Regions from separate parts of the Astyanax mexicanus genome. Here region 2 is linked to region 1. Evidence: chromatin contacts called from public Hi-C data. All regions are on one chromosome and are shown on one strand. The core of a region is the stretch at or near the end of the contact, and the rest is flanking DNA. Distances in the headings are between cores, read along the strand shown. Region 1 has its middle 28 kb from the start of bsdc1. Region 2 holds the start of marcksl1a (MARCKS-like 1a).

What was found. Hi-C and Micro-C count contacts between places; a contact is called where the count stands out from the background.
Region 2: a contact with region 1 is called in a Hi-C map of muscle, with 12 times the contacts expected there. The contact joins the promoter of marcksl1a here to the enhancer-like site in region 1. A contact is called at or near these places in 2 of 3 Hi-C or Micro-C datasets (both in muscle).

What each region holds. Positions count from the first base shown.
Region 1 is chr7:6,712,348-6,716,892 of AstMex3_surface, reverse strand. No RefSeq gene overlaps it. Among protein-coding and RNA genes, the nearest start is that of bsdc1, 28 kb to the right of the region's middle. Within about 2 kb of position 1,707, the one cell type or tissue checked has an H3K27ac peak away from gene starts, as active enhancers do.
Region 2 is chr7:6,868,491-6,873,027 of AstMex3_surface, reverse strand. It overlaps marcksl1a (MARCKS-like 1a), which reads right to left and starts at 1,796. Exons shown (of 2, transcript XM_007228992.4): 1 at 1,504-1,796. The coding sequence starts at 1,563.

The sequences.
Region 1 (4,545 bases), core at 458-2,957:
GGTGATGCAGAGGAACACATTTCTGAAAACTCACAGTCTGAGTTTGAAGAGGAGAAGTAGATTTTCCCAGCTGGCACACAATCGAACTTCAACGTTGAAATGGGGTTGAAGTAATGTCTTTTGTACATTTAATGTTAAATGTTTGTGCAAATGTAGTTTTTTTTTCTTTTTTTTTTTTTCATTTCCTCAACAATTTACAAGGACAATCACCCAACCCACTCATTAGGACTCCCCCTTTCACTAGTGAGTAACCGAGTAGCATCACAGCGCATTTGGAGGAAAGCGCAGCGACTCAGTTCCGATACATCAGCTCACAGACGCAGCCTTGTGCTGATCAACATCACCCTTTGGAGTGATGTGGGAAGAGAGTGCCATCTACCCACCCAGAGAGAGTCAACTGTGCTCCCTCAGGGCTCCGGCAGTCGATGGCAAGCTGCATGAAGAGGATTCGAACCAGCGTTCTCAAACGTAGTCTCAAATGTTATTGTTGAATCAGCATACTGTGCTCAACCTTCTGCATTTAGGATTAGCATTTTATATTTCCTCACCATACAATAAAAAAAAACAGTTTGATAGAGGGATGAAAAAGTGCTTTTACTTCCATTTGCAGTAATTGCATTTTCATTTGACACCAAATCACCAAGTCGATCTTGGGAAGGCCTGACCTTGAAAACTGTTGCCTGACCTTGTCTGGCCATAGTACTGTATCACAGTTTTAGAGTTTTAGAGCAATCTTTTTATAGCCTAGACCATCTTTGTGGAGAGCAACAATTCTATTTCTCACATCCTTCGAGAGTTCTTTGCTATGAAGTGCCATGAAGAATTTCCAATGGCCAGCATGAGAGAATTCAACCTAAAACATCCAATGAATGAATATGGTGAATGAATATTGTTGGGATTTTAAAGAGGATCTCCAGTTTGTCAACAGCTTGTTGATTAAAAAAATGATTTAAAAAGTCCAATATTCTGATATCTACAGTGCATAGAAATATGAAAGGATTTGAGGAGTGCTCAGAAACATCCTACAATGGATTATCATATAGACATGGAGACATTTTGGAGACATTTATTGTGTTCAGATGAATCAAAATTTGTAGACCTTTAAAAAACATGAATGCTGCATGCTTCAGGGAAAAAAAATAAATATCTTGGGTTTAAACTGTCTGCAATTGAATAAGAGTCAAACACAATGTAAGACTTTTTTTATTTTTGATTTGGGCACATGTATATTGTATTTTGCAGCTGGTTTGTAAAACCAATAAGGGGCTGCACAGTGTGCTGTGGTTATTTCCGTCCTGTTGCCTAGCAAAGCCTGGTAGAAACGACTGTAACCCACGGCCTACTGACAGCTTACTGCTTTAATAAACACATTCGGTTGACTTTCAGTGGAAAAGACAGCTGACCAAGCACATCGAGGATCTGAAAGACCAGTGGAAAAGGAGATCCAGCATACTTCAACCGTGCTGGATGGAAAAAGAAATGTTTAAAAGACGCTTGTGGGCCAAATAAAAGAAAAAGAAGGGTACGCAGCAATTTGCTGGTCGCAGAACTTTCGACTACACACCAAAAGGTCACGGGTTTGATCCCAACTGTCGGCGGCTGACACCGCCGTGCCCTCCAACATGACGTTTAACCCTGAGCTGCTCCATTAATCAATCATTGATCTCTGCTTAGGTCTCCACTGTTTCAGAAGAGCTTAATTCAATTTCTCTCATTCAGAGCGTCCCTCAGCACTGTTACCCAGCAGCTCCGCAAAACAGAGCCGTCCTGAAACCGAGCCAGAGACGCCTGCGGCAAGGAAAAAACTCCCCGAGACTGAAAAAAGGAACAGATCTTAAGAGGAACCAAGACTCAAAAGCAGATCACATCCCCCAGCGTGAGGCCGACTGAACTTTAGACGCTCCAGCTCACCACGGCTAATCATCAGGCTGCCCACTGGATCGCATTTACATACTTTCAACTTCACATCTGACACACTCATCATTTACTCCTCAGGGCTTCCAGATACTGTAACTTCCACTGTCTGGAATGTTGTTAAGCAATGGCAGTTAAAGGGGAAGTCCACCAATTTCAACAAATTCTGAATAATTCAGCGGCTGTGAAGCGAATTTGAGTCATTGAGAGAAGGTTTGATCTGAAATGGTTCACTGCAGAGAAATCTCTCCAAAGCACACCATCATAATTGTGGAAACTTCACACTAGACCTCAAGCAGTTTGGACTGTGTGTCTCTCCACTCTTCCTCCAGACTCTGCTCCCTTGATTTCCTTCAAATGAAATGTAAAATTTACTGATGATCAGTGATGGTTTGGAGAGACATGTCTGTCATCTGCTGGTGTTGATCCACTGTGTTTTCTTGGAAATCTTACAGCACTTCATGCTTCCCTCTGCTGACAACTTTTACAGAGATGCAGATTTCATTTTCCAGCAGGACTTGGCACACTGCCCACACTACCAAAAGTTCCAGTTGGTCTTATACTGTATAAAATTGTGATTTTTTTGAGACACTGATTTTTGGGTTTTCATTGGCTGTAAGTCATAGTCATCAACAATAAAATAAATAAACACTTAAAATAGACCATTCTGTGTGTAATACATCTATATAATATTTGAGCTTCACATTTTTTTACATTTTAACATTTTAATTACGAAAAATAAAGTAACTTTTTTTAATGAATGAAAAGTAAACAGGGCAGAAACTTAACTTTATTTTCACTTTGTAATTTAAACGTTAACATGTTCCATTTAAAATATACTGTTTATATAAAATTTGTCGGTTGTGTTCTGCATTAACCTTATTTATTAAAGGTGTTTGGCTAGCAATGGACGATAAAGCAAAAATCTATATCACCATTTATTTCTTAATTTTGTTCAATAAGATGCACAATTCCAATATAGAAATGAATAGTACAGTATAAAAGCCATCTCACTCTTGGTGCAAATAATCACACCCTGATAGAGCTGGGTAATATGGAAAAAAAATTATTTCACAATATTTAAAGACATTACATACACATACACAGTATTTATTTTATTTTGACATGTAAACAAAATGAAAAATCATCAGTACTGCAATTACAATACCAACAAATCATTATTATTTAACCTCAGCAGTGCTATTCTAATCATAAACATACCTCAGCAGTGCAACTCAATTCACATGTGAGTAAAATTTGAGCCTGCCACTGCTGCTTAAATTTTTTTTGTTACATACTAATTCTTCTGGGTCTCATATAGAAATAGTCCATTGCCCCCATGTCTCTAAAATCATCCTTTCACATTCAACTTATACCTGAAAAAATACGCAACAGCTGGCATTTACAACCCAACTCCAAAGACATGCTTAAACCACAACAATATGTTCCTCTGATCAACACGAGTCTGTTAATAAAACACGCTTTATATAAACATCAGCTACTGTTTTCATACGCTATCAAACCCCGCTGACTGCGGGGTTTGCAGCCAAGCGAGCTCTTAATGGAGAGGGACTGCTCATTTCTACACGCCATTTCAGGAACATGAATGATGCAAAACAGGCTAAAAAAGGAGAGAAAGCCCCCCTCCTGTTTCTATGGTTACCAGACTTCCCACTTTCCCATGCTCTTCTGAAGAGTGTGAAGGCAGCCTTTCTGCAGCGCCTCTTTGGTCTTTATTTTCGGTGTTTTTTTCGGCGACAAAGACGTGCCCTTCCACAGGCTCTGCTGATCCCCTGATAGAGTGCAGTTGTAGTGCTGGACACACCACTAAAATCACTAGGACTTTGATGAGCAAGGATTTTTTATTCTATTCAAGTTTCGAATAGAATATCTGAATCGATATGCTCCAAATGTCATAAACAATGTCAGTATGAAACAAAGGGCATTTGTAAAATTTAAAATCGTGCTGACACAATTCTGTATTATGGCATTCATTTCTTTTCGTGAAATATCTTATGTTTTCATACCTTGTCCAAGGTATTGCACTATTTGGCGCGTTTCGGCAGCAGAGAGATCCTTTTTCTTTCTCATGTTGCTTGAAACCTGTGGCCTACTTGATAATGTGGAACATCCTCCTTAGTAGCTTTCTTTTAATTGGGCTCACCTGGAAAACGAATTATCACAGGTGTCTGAGATTGATTTCAGTGGTCCAAAGAGCCCTGAGACAACTAGAGCTAGCCTACACCTGTGTGTAGAGATGTATGAGATCTGTGATTTGACTTAATGATTCGCAGTCATGGACTTATACTTTTGTTGAGATTTGTAATTTTTTTTTATTTTTTTGACTGCGCATTTGTAATTATTCTGCACTGTTGTGGCCGCAAATGCATTTTCTGGTGCATTTTTTTTTATTTTTGAAGAATATACTGTTCTCATCAGGATGTTTGTTCAATAAAACTCGATTTATAATCGATTTATAAACAGGTGATGACTTTTACCATTTGGGAAAATCAGGGAAAAATATAATTTGCATAATAGTTCAGAACAAAGTGTATGCTTTTCTATGTTGGCAATGTGTAGTAAAGACACTGTCATGAATGCAATTTATTTTGACTACATTTTACTTGTATA
Region 2 (4,537 bases), core at 547-3,046, 160 kb before region 1:
ACGTCCCACAGGGTTCTATTTTAGGTACTTTAAATGTGTCTGTTCAGAATAATTCATTTATGAGGGTGAAGAACTGAAGTGTAGACTATCAATCTATAGGTCGAGTTTAAATTGGTAACATATACAAAATAAATATATCTATTTGTGGTATATAATTTTGTGGACGACACATTCATTTCTTTCATTTGTTTTCCGAATTAAATATGATTTGCACTTAAAACGTCAATTAAAACACCTGTGGACATTGGATCGGCGGTACCCAAACTTTTGATTTCGTCATTCAGCTTGTAGTTCTAGTGTTGGCCGCGGGTGTCGCCATTTGTCAAAAAAAAATATGAGCTGATTTTCTCAAAAATGATGAAGTGCTGCTGCGATAGCGCTGACTGATTGGGAGGGGGCGCTATAGATCCGCGCAGATTCTGGACGCGGGCGAAACAAAGACAACGACGACGACGCGACTATGAACAGACTGCGTTCAATCAAACCCGGAGCCAGAGAGGGGCTTGGTGGGGTTTTTGTGACGCTTGCTTGGATTTAAAGGTCCATCGCTGATGAGCTTTATTCTTCACTGCCCTTCTTAATGAGGATTTTTATTATTAATTTGTTTTATTTATTGCTAATTGTTGCAGCTGAAATTAGGCCACTAATGCACGCACGTTGGATGCGCGCGCGTGTCTGTGTGTGTTATCAGTGTAATTCAAACCTATATTATCATCTAAAACCATTTCAAACGATTTTCTTGCGGTGTAAATTCTTTTTTTTTTTTTTACAAAGTGGCATAAAATTGCTGTTTGCGTGTTTCAGACTGTCGCTGTGTGTGTGTACGTGCCCCTCCGCAGCCCCTTCATTTGCATGCTTTGCGCCCTTTTGTTCTAAAAGCTGGGTTGCCATATCCAGCGTCTATTATTCCACCACGATGGTGATTTAATGCGATCTCATAGATTCTTATGAGAAAATCTTCATTATTAAAAATAACACTTACTAAAAAACATTTAGTTATACATCCCCACCCCAAAAAAGGGGGGCTTCAACGCGTGAAGACCCTACCAGACAGACAATAAGCCACAATATTGGTGGGTGCTTCATCTTTCCAACACAAAGAGTTAGTTTAACGAGATCAGACTTTAATCTTTAATGTGAGTCTGGAATAATGTGTGAAATCAAAACTGAGCATCTTAGATATTTAAAATATTTTTTAAAAAACAGTATTTTGAATGGACCATTCTAGTCAAAATAATAGATAAAAAAGTCAACGTGTAGACACACACACACACACACACACACATACACACACTTACACACACACAGACAAGCCGCCAGCCTAGTGGTGGTACACCCCCTCCCCTCCTCGTTTACGAGAGAGACAGAGAGAGAGCATCAGAGGGAATGGGGAAAATGAGATCCCCAACAAAAAATCCCCTCAAATAAAAATAAATAAAAAATAAAATTCATTAATAAAAAAAAAAAACATATCAATTAACTGAATAAGATGCCTTGGCTTACCTGGCCGTTGGCTTTAGCCGCTGCAGTCTCAGCCTCGCCCTTAGATAACTGAGAACCCATCTTCAGTCCTTCTTTAATTAAACCCAAAAACTCAAAGAGAAAAAAAAACGAAACAAGGACCTCCAAAAAATGAAACCCCCCCGAAAAAAGTGTCTCACAGATCACACTGGCTGTCTTTCTCCTCCCTCAAGTTAGTATATAAGCAGCGTAGTGTCTGCTGTAGGAAAGCTGCTGTATGATCACATCCACACGTCTCCACGGCCAGAGCAGTGTGAGGGTTCAGGAGATGTTGCTGTGTGTATTTGTGAAGCTCCAGGCCCCGCCCACTCGCGATTGCAAGGCACGCCTCGCGCGCTGGGTTTGCCTTGGTGGGTGGGTGTGTGTGTGTTGGAGGGGGAGGGGGGTGGTGGAGGGGGGTGGTGGAGGGGTGTTAGATGGGTGTTTGTCCTGTTATTGCGTTCGACTTCTTGTTCATAATCAAAACAATAATTAATTAATAAAATCTAATAAAATCAAATGAATAAATAAATAAAAATAAAACAACACCTATATATTTCAAAATCACTTTATAAACTCATAAACTGGAAGAGGGGCTTAAACGAAAGTGGGTATGGCCTAAATTATTTTAAATTAATGTTACATAAATGGGCGGGGCTTAAATAAATTATCATCCATTCTTAACCTAGAAGTGTGCGCTTTTATAGTTTTTATACTCCAAAATCCCTTTGCCTACAACTACATGCTAACTGAATGGTGACTTGAAGGAGCTATCATCTAAAGCTAACTCAATGGGCGAGTCTAGAATGAGTTACCATCTAATACTAACCCAATGAGCAGGTCTAGAATGAGTTACCATCTAAAGCTAACCCAATGGGCAGATCTAGAATGAGTTACCATCTAATGCTAACCCAATGAGCAGATCTAGAATGAGTTACCATCTAATGTTACCCAATGAGCAGGTCTAGAATGAGTCACCGCCTAATGCTAACTGAATGGGTGGGTCTAGAATGAGTTACCATCTAATGCTAACCCAAAGGTTGGGTCTAGAATGAGTTACCATCTAATGCTAACCCGATGAGCAGATCTAGATTGAGTTACCATCTAATGCTATCCCAATGGTTGGGTCTAGAATGAGTTACCATCTAATGCTAACCCGATGAGCAGGTCTTCAATGAGTTACCATCTAATGCTAACTCAATGGGCAGGTATAAAATTTGTTACCATCTAATGCTAACTTAATGGGCAGATCTCAAATGAGTTACCATTTAATGGTAACCAGATGGGCGGGTCTAGAATGAGTTACCATCTAATGCTAACCTAATGGGTGTAGCTTGAAGAAGTATCTAATTCCAGCTCAATTGGTGTGGCTTTAATGAGTTACCATCTAATTCGAACTCAATGGGTGGGGTTTAAATTACCTGCCAATCCTAGCATAGAAATGAGTAGTTTTTCAAATTTCAAAATAATTTATCTTAAGCTGGAGAAGAGCTTAAACGAGTTTCCATCTGTTAATTACTCAATGGGTGGGGCTTGAATGAATTACTATCCAATCCTAACCTAGATGTGAAGTTAGCAGCTATTGCTAATGTGATTGGTATGGCTTAACCCCTTAACGCCTGTTGTTGCAAATATGCAACTAACCGTTTGATTCAATCAACCTGCCAAGATAGCGCCTGCATTCCCCCAATGCCTGTAGTGAATATTTGCCACGGACCTAGGAACCTTTGACAATTTACAATTCAAATGAATCTAGAATTCAAATTAATGAAATGTTTCCTGTAATATTTGTGTATATTGTGTTGGTGACAGTAATTGGTGTTATTTATTATTGAATGCCTGCTGTTGGGTGCATAAATAAAACATTGATTTTTCACTGTTATATTACTCTGTTATTGTTATCTTAGTATGGACCATTATGTCTGCTGTAGCAAATTTGCAACATACCAAATTTACCCCAAATAGACCATATTGCCTGTTGTTGCAAATTTGCAACATACCAAAATTTCTATTTATTTTTGTGCAAAAGTGAAATTAATAATCTCAACAATATTTACTATCTACTTAAAGGTAAAACACACATGAAACATTTTTTCATATACAGCTACATTAATTCAGGCGTTAAGGGGTTAAATGAGTTTCCACCTAATGCTAACTCAATGGGTGTGGCTTAAATACATTACCATGTAAAGCTACCTCAGTGGGTGGGGCTTGAATGAATTACCATACAGTCCTAACCTAGAAGTCAATAGTTTTTCATACTCCGAAATCCCATTGCCTATAACTGGATGCTAACTCAATGCGTGTAGCCTAAATGTGTTTCCATTAAATGCTAACTCAGTGGGCAGGGCTTAAATGAATTACCCACCAATCCAAGCCTAGAAGTGAGAAGCTTTCATATTTTCAAAGCACTTTATCAAAACTGGAGGAGGGGCTCAAATTAGTTACCATCTAATACTATCTCAATGGACGTGGACGAGGCATAATAGAGTAACCATTAAAGCATCGGTTGGTGGGCGTGTCCTGAAAAAAATATAATTTAATTCTTACATGATGGGTGGGGCTTAAACCACTTAATTTACACTTAATTTTAGCATTGTGATGAATTGTTTGTTTGTACTTTAGTAGCACATAGTTGAAAACTGGATGTGGTCCTGAATGGGTAGGGATTGATTGGATGACTTGCGTGAACGATGCTTTGCCAATCTTAGCCAATCCTAACACAGAAGGCGTGTTTTTGATTTAACTTCCAACCCAGCTTGTGTTTTGTGAGAAATTATTATTAATATGCTGACTCCTAATGTGAGTTCATTTATTTCAAGTTCCTTTATGTATATATATATATATATATATATATATATATATATATATATATATATATATATATGTTTGTGTACAAATGTAATATATGAATATTCATAAGAAGGGTCCATTTATGACATTGGTTACTTATTTTAAATTAATATAATTTTATAAATACTTGTGTATACTTTTGTCAGTTGTAATGGAGTGCTTATGCTGGTGACATATAGCCATA